2 separate regions of the Arachis hypogaea genome follow, and region 1 is linked to region 2. A link is a contact called in public Hi-C data. All regions are on one chromosome and are shown on one strand. The core of a region is the stretch at or near the end of the contact, and the rest is flanking DNA. Distances in the headings are between cores, read along the strand shown. Region 1 holds the start of LOC112703033. Region 2 holds the start of LOC112703030 (non-specific lipid-transfer protein 8).

Region 1 (3,488 bases), core at 86-2,585, 610 kb before region 2:
TACAGCCAAAATGACAAAGAAGACCATCTCAAAAAAGGAGAAGCCTCTTTATGATATAATAACAAATGAATAAAAAATTGTGCATTATATAAATTCAAAAACTCATGCATTCTATCCAAATCCAAATTCATAAATAATACATATTTTAGCAAAAATAAATGAAATTATTCATTATCATTTTATACAATTGCATTAGATTCCATTCTGTTTCATTTCATTCAATTTGTCTTGATAGTCATCCTAACATTTGGAACAAATTATTCATCCACAATACACCTAGACTGCAAATGAACCGAAATATGATTCTAACAGAACTATTGTGTAATAACAAATGAACAAAAAATTGTCCATTGTATAAATTTAGAAACTCCTGCATTCTATCTAAATTCAAATTCATAAACAACATAGATTTTAACAAAGAAGAATGAAATTATTCCTTATCACTTTATTCAATTGCATTAGATTCCATTCCATTCTATTTAATTTGTCTTGAAAGTCATCTCAACTTTTAGGACAACTTATTCATCGACAATACATCTGAACTGCAAATGAACTGAAATATGATTATAACAACACCATTGAATAAACAAATAAACCGAAATTTGTGCATCGTATAAATTCAGAAACTCCTGCATTCATCCAAATGCAAATTCATAAGCAATATAGATTTTAACAAAGAAGAATAAAATTATTCATTATCACTTTATTCAATTATATTAGATTCCATTTAATTTGTCTTGAAAGTTATCCCAACCTTTGGGACAAATTATTCATGGACAACATGAACTGCAAATGAACCAAAATATGATCATAGCAACACTATTGTGTAATAATAAATGAATCGAAAATTGTGCATTGTATAAATTCAGAAACTCTTATATTCTATCTAAATTCAAATTTATAAACAACACAGATTTTAGCAAAGAAAAATAAAATTATTCATTATTACTTTATTCAATGACATTAGATTTCATTTCATTCTATTCAATTCAAAATTGTTGAAGAATGAAATTAGATAAAATTAAGAACGATCTAAACTTCGTCCACTTGATTCGATTAAGAAGAATAATACAAATCGCGATCATTTAATTAATTTGAACCTGAATCATTTATTATTTTAGAACACACAAAATCTAAACGATTTTAAATACACTGTTCGATTTAAAAAAATAACTGCAGATCGAAAATCTAAAAAAAAAAGAATAAACTTAAAGAAAACGAAAAAAAAAAACAAAAACCTAAAGAAAAAGAAACAATAATCAGAGAAAAAAATATAAAAAAAATTAAAAAAAGAAATGTTTACGTTAAAAAGAAACGAACAAGGAGTGATTTACAAGTAAAGCATGACTCTAAATCATTATGTTGGATTTGGTTAGTGAAATTACTTGTATGAGAGCATTTTTGTACTTATAATTGGAGTGTGCGAATGCCGAGTTATCCATTCCATTGCATATGCAGCAATAGCGACTCGTCAAGTAACAATGAGTATGTCTGCTGCTTCGTTGCCGTTAACGAGTTTGGTGCCTCCTCCCCGTGCTCTTTCTTTTCCCTATTTCAAGTCCTTTCATTTCCCCATTCGCACCCCAAACCACAAATTCTCCAAACGACTCGTTGCCAATGCCGACTTCTCATCTTCTGCTCCAACTTCATCTACAGTTGAGGAAGAACAAGAAGAAGAAGAAGAGAGCTACCAAGTTCTCTCGGCTATGAAAAGTGACTACAATGACATAGTCATTGTTGACACCCCAAAGTCTAGAATGCTCCTCCTTGATTCCACGCGTACCTCTCTCTCTCTCTCTCTCTCTCTCTCTCTCTCTCTCACACACACACACACACACACACACAAGCAATTGTTATTAAAAAAATTCAAACTTTACTCCATAGATGATGATCTATGTGTGAAAAGTGTTGGAATCAGGTTCTCCCTCTATATGTTTGTGCAGGTGTGTTTTCTTTTTCTTCTATTTGGATATGATTTTCTATTTTTTTTTTCGTCTTAAAAGTAGGACCTGTGAAGCGTTGATGAATTGGGTGTTAAAATCTCTCAAATGGATCTCTCCTTGTGTGATTATTTTTTTCTCAAATTGGATGGTCATAAGTGAAAAGGGTAAAAGGTGCCATGGAATTTGTGTTGTTTGTGGTAGCTGATAAGTCTCTGAATTTCTGTTTCTTTTGATTGTTGCAGATAATGTTCACAGCATTCTTTACAAGGAGCAAAAGTGGACTGGTTCCTACTGGGTATGTATGTATGTATGTTGCTAGCTTTGAATACTCAAAGTGTTGAATAAAGTGCTCATTATTCTATGAATGTGAAGAGTGGCATCATGCATTCTAGCTGACATGTTTAGTGAAACAAATAAGTACATGATGCAATATCGATATCGAATCAGTTGAGAAACTTCTCTGTTTGGACTTAGTTGCTGCTATCAAGCTGTGAAGTAATAGCAAATTGTGGATTCAATTTTACTTAATGTAGTCTAGGTTCAGTACCAAGTTATAAATTTTGATATAAAAAAACATCTTTTTGGAATTATTAATCATGAAAAACTTAGGCCCTTTAAAGTCTACAAGTGTGTAATTGGGAGAATGTAGGTGGTTAATTATCATTGACTTAATATCTTTTATTTGTTTGAAAAAGTGTTTCCAAGATTTTGTGAAGACAAAAAGTAAAATCAATAAAATGTTGTTTTCATTTCCTGTTTCACTTCTTATAAAATTTTAGAAAAAACAGAAGACATTGAAAATTAAAATGAAAATGAAAATGAAAATGAAAATGAAAATGAAGACCTAACAGGTCTTACTTTTTCACTTTACAGACATGCTCACTTTAGAGAATTCAAATCCAATCATGAAATAGGGAAATGACTAGTGAATTTTGCTATCCTGTAGCCCTGTAATGTAATGCGAGAGATTTGTCGATATCAATGAGTAAATTATATTATCTCTGGTTGTCATATTCTTTTTGTTAGAGAAAGGTACAGTTATGCAGATGAATTTAGTCATTTTTCTGAACTTTTGTTATTGGTATTTAACATCACAATTTGCCATGCTTGTATTGATGTATACATAAGGCATTAGTTATTGATCTCAGCTTCTCAGGAGTTTTTGAACTCATTGAATTAAACAGGATGAATTTGCCAGCTTGCCAGCTATTGTTCCTAAAGGTCCCATTGCTATCTTAGGTTTGGTAATTGATTTAATTCTAAGATGGCATATAATTTTTCTTGTTGATTTTATACCATGGAATTCCCAAAATGTTAATCGGCTTATAAGTAATATGTACCTTAAAATCCTTCAGGGTGGTGGAACTGCTGCTCATTTGATGCTTCACTTATGGCCTTCACTGCAGCTTGAGGGTTGGGAGATTGATGAAATTGTAATATATGCTTTCTGCAATTCAATTTTTGATAAATTTATAGTTTTATACAGAATTTGCTTGCTTTACTGCACAATTTAGGGATAGTTTGAAACTTCTGACAAACATTAAG
Region 2 (3,687 bases), core at 202-2,701:
TTAGTATTTGACCAATAATAATTTATACATATATTTACAAGAATTTGTATACATAAAACATATGATTTATATTTATATTTATTAGAGTTTACACGTATAAATTAACACAACTTGCATTAATATTTATTAAAGTTTATGCATATAAATTAAAAAAAATTATTTATTGAAGACAATTTAATGTTTGTGCTAATTAAATACTGACCAAAATTATTAAAAATTGCTGCCCAATATTTTTCGTTATCCTAATTATTAAATAAAAGAACTTAACATCTTAACGAATTTTAGTGGTTAATATTACAACATTGACTAAGTTCAAATAATAATAATAATAATAATAATAATAATAATAATAATAATAATAATAATAATAATAATAATAATAATAATAATAATTGGAGCAAGGAAACGGAAATTACGACATTAACAGGAAACAGAATGAGAATACCAACATAATAATAAAGAAATCCACATAGGTAGATTCTAGTTTATTTCAAAATACGCCATTTTAATTATATATAAGTAGCAGAATAATGTTCAGCATTCCCTGCATCGCTCTCCAATTCCAATTTTCAACTTTCAACCAACCCTGCAAAAGATGCAGCAACAACATAAGGGAGAAAACATTAAAATCCAAAAGTTGAAGAAGCATAGTCTAAGAATCTAAGTTGAAGATTGACTAAGAAAAAAAACAAAGAAGTGATTTATAAAATATGAAAAGAACAAAATGGAGTTTTCATTCTTCTTTGTACATTGACTTCATATTCTCTATCATTAAATGGTATGAGATTATCTGGCACGAGCCTCACACCTATTTAATAATAATTAAAAATACAAAAAAAAAAACAACGTAACTTTGCTCTGTGTATGAGAAAATATTAAATTAAAAAATATATTAAATATTTAATTTGTCTTCTAAAATTATTACAATTTACAAACATATTATAAGGTATTTTATTTAAAATAACACATGGACATGCCGTATTTTATTTAAAAATGTAAATTATGTCAAAATTATCTATGCCTGTAAATAATATAATTATTTAAAAAAAAGCCGATTAATAAGGTAGTATTTCAAAACAATATTATATATGTAATAAGTGATATTTTCATTACTTGGAGCAATCAGCATTGGGGGAAACAGAGATGGGAAGTGATACTCCACAGTTTCCAGGGAGAGCCTGAGCCAGTTGTGAATTAATGTTGAGACTCTTGGAAGTGGATTTGATGCAGTTGCATGCAGTTTTCTTATCAGCAGAGGTTGCTGCAGCAGCTGCAAGAGCTTTAACGCCAGAGCAACATGGTCCTGGTGGTTTACCACTTCCACTCATCAAGTAATTCACACAAGGCTTTAGGTTCTTAATCACATCACTGCATGATGAAATTGTAGCCTCAGAATTAGTTACTGAGGTCACTAAAATCATAAGAACACATGTAGCAGCAACTGATTTCATGCTTATTTAATTAATTGTTATATGTTGTGGTGGTGATGGTGGTTTCAATTTGCATTGTTGGTCCATGTTTAGACATTTTTATAGGATCAGAGGAAGCTAAAAACTACAAGTAAAAATAATTATTAAAATAAAATTGTTAAATAGAGTACAAGAAAGATAAGTTTGATTTTAATTGTACAAGAAATTGTTAAAATTTCAAGGTTAGGTGGAAGTAACGAAGAAGGGGTTATTCAGTTTCAACAAGTAATATAAGTTGCACAAGATAATTGGTGCATATATAAATATTTTACGGTTTTCAAATCATGTAGGAATTTGATCACTATGGACATTTAATTATGTGCTGGTTGGTAGTAAACCTTGTAAGAGTTGTTTATCACTATTGCACACTTTGTTTGTAGTGTTGACAATGAACCATCCAGGAGCAGAGCAGAACCATGTGTAGGATTCACGGCCAGTAAACTAAAAAAAAAAATAGTGAGAGTCTTAATTTATTTTCTAATTTTTTTTTTAAATTTTGCGATTAAAAAAAATTTTGAACTTCTAATTATCTTCTCAATATTTTTAAAAAATAACATTTAGGACAAATTGCACATTTAAATAAAGTAGAGTAAAATTATTTAAATAAAACATTTCTAAAATAGTTACAATAGTAGTTTATCAAGAAACAACTTTCAGACGTAAACTGCAATAGATTGTAAGGATTTATGAAAATATTCAAATTTTATATCCAGATCTAAATTCACCTCAATTCATAGTTCTTTAACACGGTGCAGTGAACATGAAACTAAGGTGAAGCAAGCTATTTAAAAAAAATGACCTATTAAAAAAAGCCGTTGATCCATTGACCCATTGGACTTTTCTTAAATAGTCCAAACTATCATGTTGGAAGCCCATATATAATTCTACATACCGGGATTTAAATGTGCGGGCCTTAATAAGCTAGGTCAGTTAATTTAATTATAAAATTCTAATTTTTTATGATTAAAAATTTATGATATAAAATTTAAAATAAACAAAATAATTTTAAAAAATTAACTGATATTTGTTGACAAAAGTTGATTCGTTAAGTTTACCCTTTATTATATCATATATACACGCACATATAGTACTCTTTAGACTTTACAGATTGATAGCTCTAAAATAGAAATTAATTAACCTCTATTGTGCGAAGGAAATGGATCTTCTCCGGTTTTTTTAACACTTGAGGAAATGCAGTGTAATCTCTCGCCATTAATTTTATAAGTGTGATCAAAATTAAATATGAGAGAGAACATTGAAGGGTGAGAGATTACAATTGACATCATCCAGTTTTTTTTTTACTGGAGAGGATCTACTCCCATTGTGTGAACCAACTAAGGGGAAGTCATGGCATTCATGAATGGAATTTTCTGATAGATACACTCTTTTCTTAGATATGCTACATCTATTAGTTCTCTTTTAATTTGAAATTAACACAAGAAATAGAATCGTAAATTTCTAAAGGACATATTGCAGAAAATCAACCAAAAACTTTACTCTTCATAATGTACCATAACTGCTCCTAACATGATGCATATCATCAATGTACATAAACCAAGCGGACAAGACAAAATCACCAAGTAGATTAATGAATCTGTTCCCTAACAAGATGAGAAAACTAATTTAAGTCTTTCAACATGTGCGATGGCATATATGTAATGTTTCTTCATTCTCTTAACCTGCATTCTAGCTAAAAGTTGGTGATGCATCTCAGCATATACCTAAAAAGAGTACACCAAAATAAGAAATCAAAATGGAACTAACGAATTACAATCCTATATAATCCAAATTACCAGAAACCAAATTAAAAAGTCGTAAACAGGAGTGCAAGCTTAAAAAATTGTGTTCACAAAAGTTTAACTGAATCATAACATTTGCAATATACAGCAAAAACTATTCATGCATTTCTAGGAATAGAAGATCAACTTAATACTTCTAGTGGATATGCATTTGTACTGAAATTATTCAAAGAAATCCACTAATGATTACCGGTAAATGCAGAACGTCCAATTATTTTGAGTTCACAACAAAATGAAGCGCGTGAGCCACTACAACTTTTCTCTTAGGATCTTGAATCCCCAATAAATATTCATAGAATAGATGGAAGAGGAAGGCACCCACCCTTCACTTTCAACATTGACTGAATTGTTCACTGTTATTTAGTTAGTCAAATAACAAACTCTATCTTCCTCTTGGATCCTGGCCCATCTGAGATGAT

What was found. Hi-C and Micro-C count contacts between places; a contact is called where the count stands out from the background.
Region 1: a Hi-C map of leaf shows a contact between it and region 2, with 4 times the contacts expected there. The contact joins the promoter of LOC112703033 here to the promoter of LOC112703030 in region 2. A contact is called at or near these places in 3 of 8 Hi-C or Micro-C datasets (leaf and an unstated tissue).

Annotation. Positions count from the first base shown.
Region 1 is chr7:49,841,419-49,844,906 of arahy.Tifrunner.gnm2.J5K5, reverse strand. LOC112703033 reads left to right here and starts at 1,335. Exons shown (of 6, transcript XM_025754330.3): 1 at 1,335-1,779; 2 at 2,186-2,238. The coding sequence starts at 1,482.
Region 2 is chr7:49,231,549-49,235,235 of arahy.Tifrunner.gnm2.J5K5, reverse strand. LOC112703030 (non-specific lipid-transfer protein 8) reads right to left here and starts at 1,451. Exons shown (of 1, transcript XM_025754327.2): 1 at 1,110-1,451. The coding sequence starts at 1,451. The coding sequence ends at 1,110.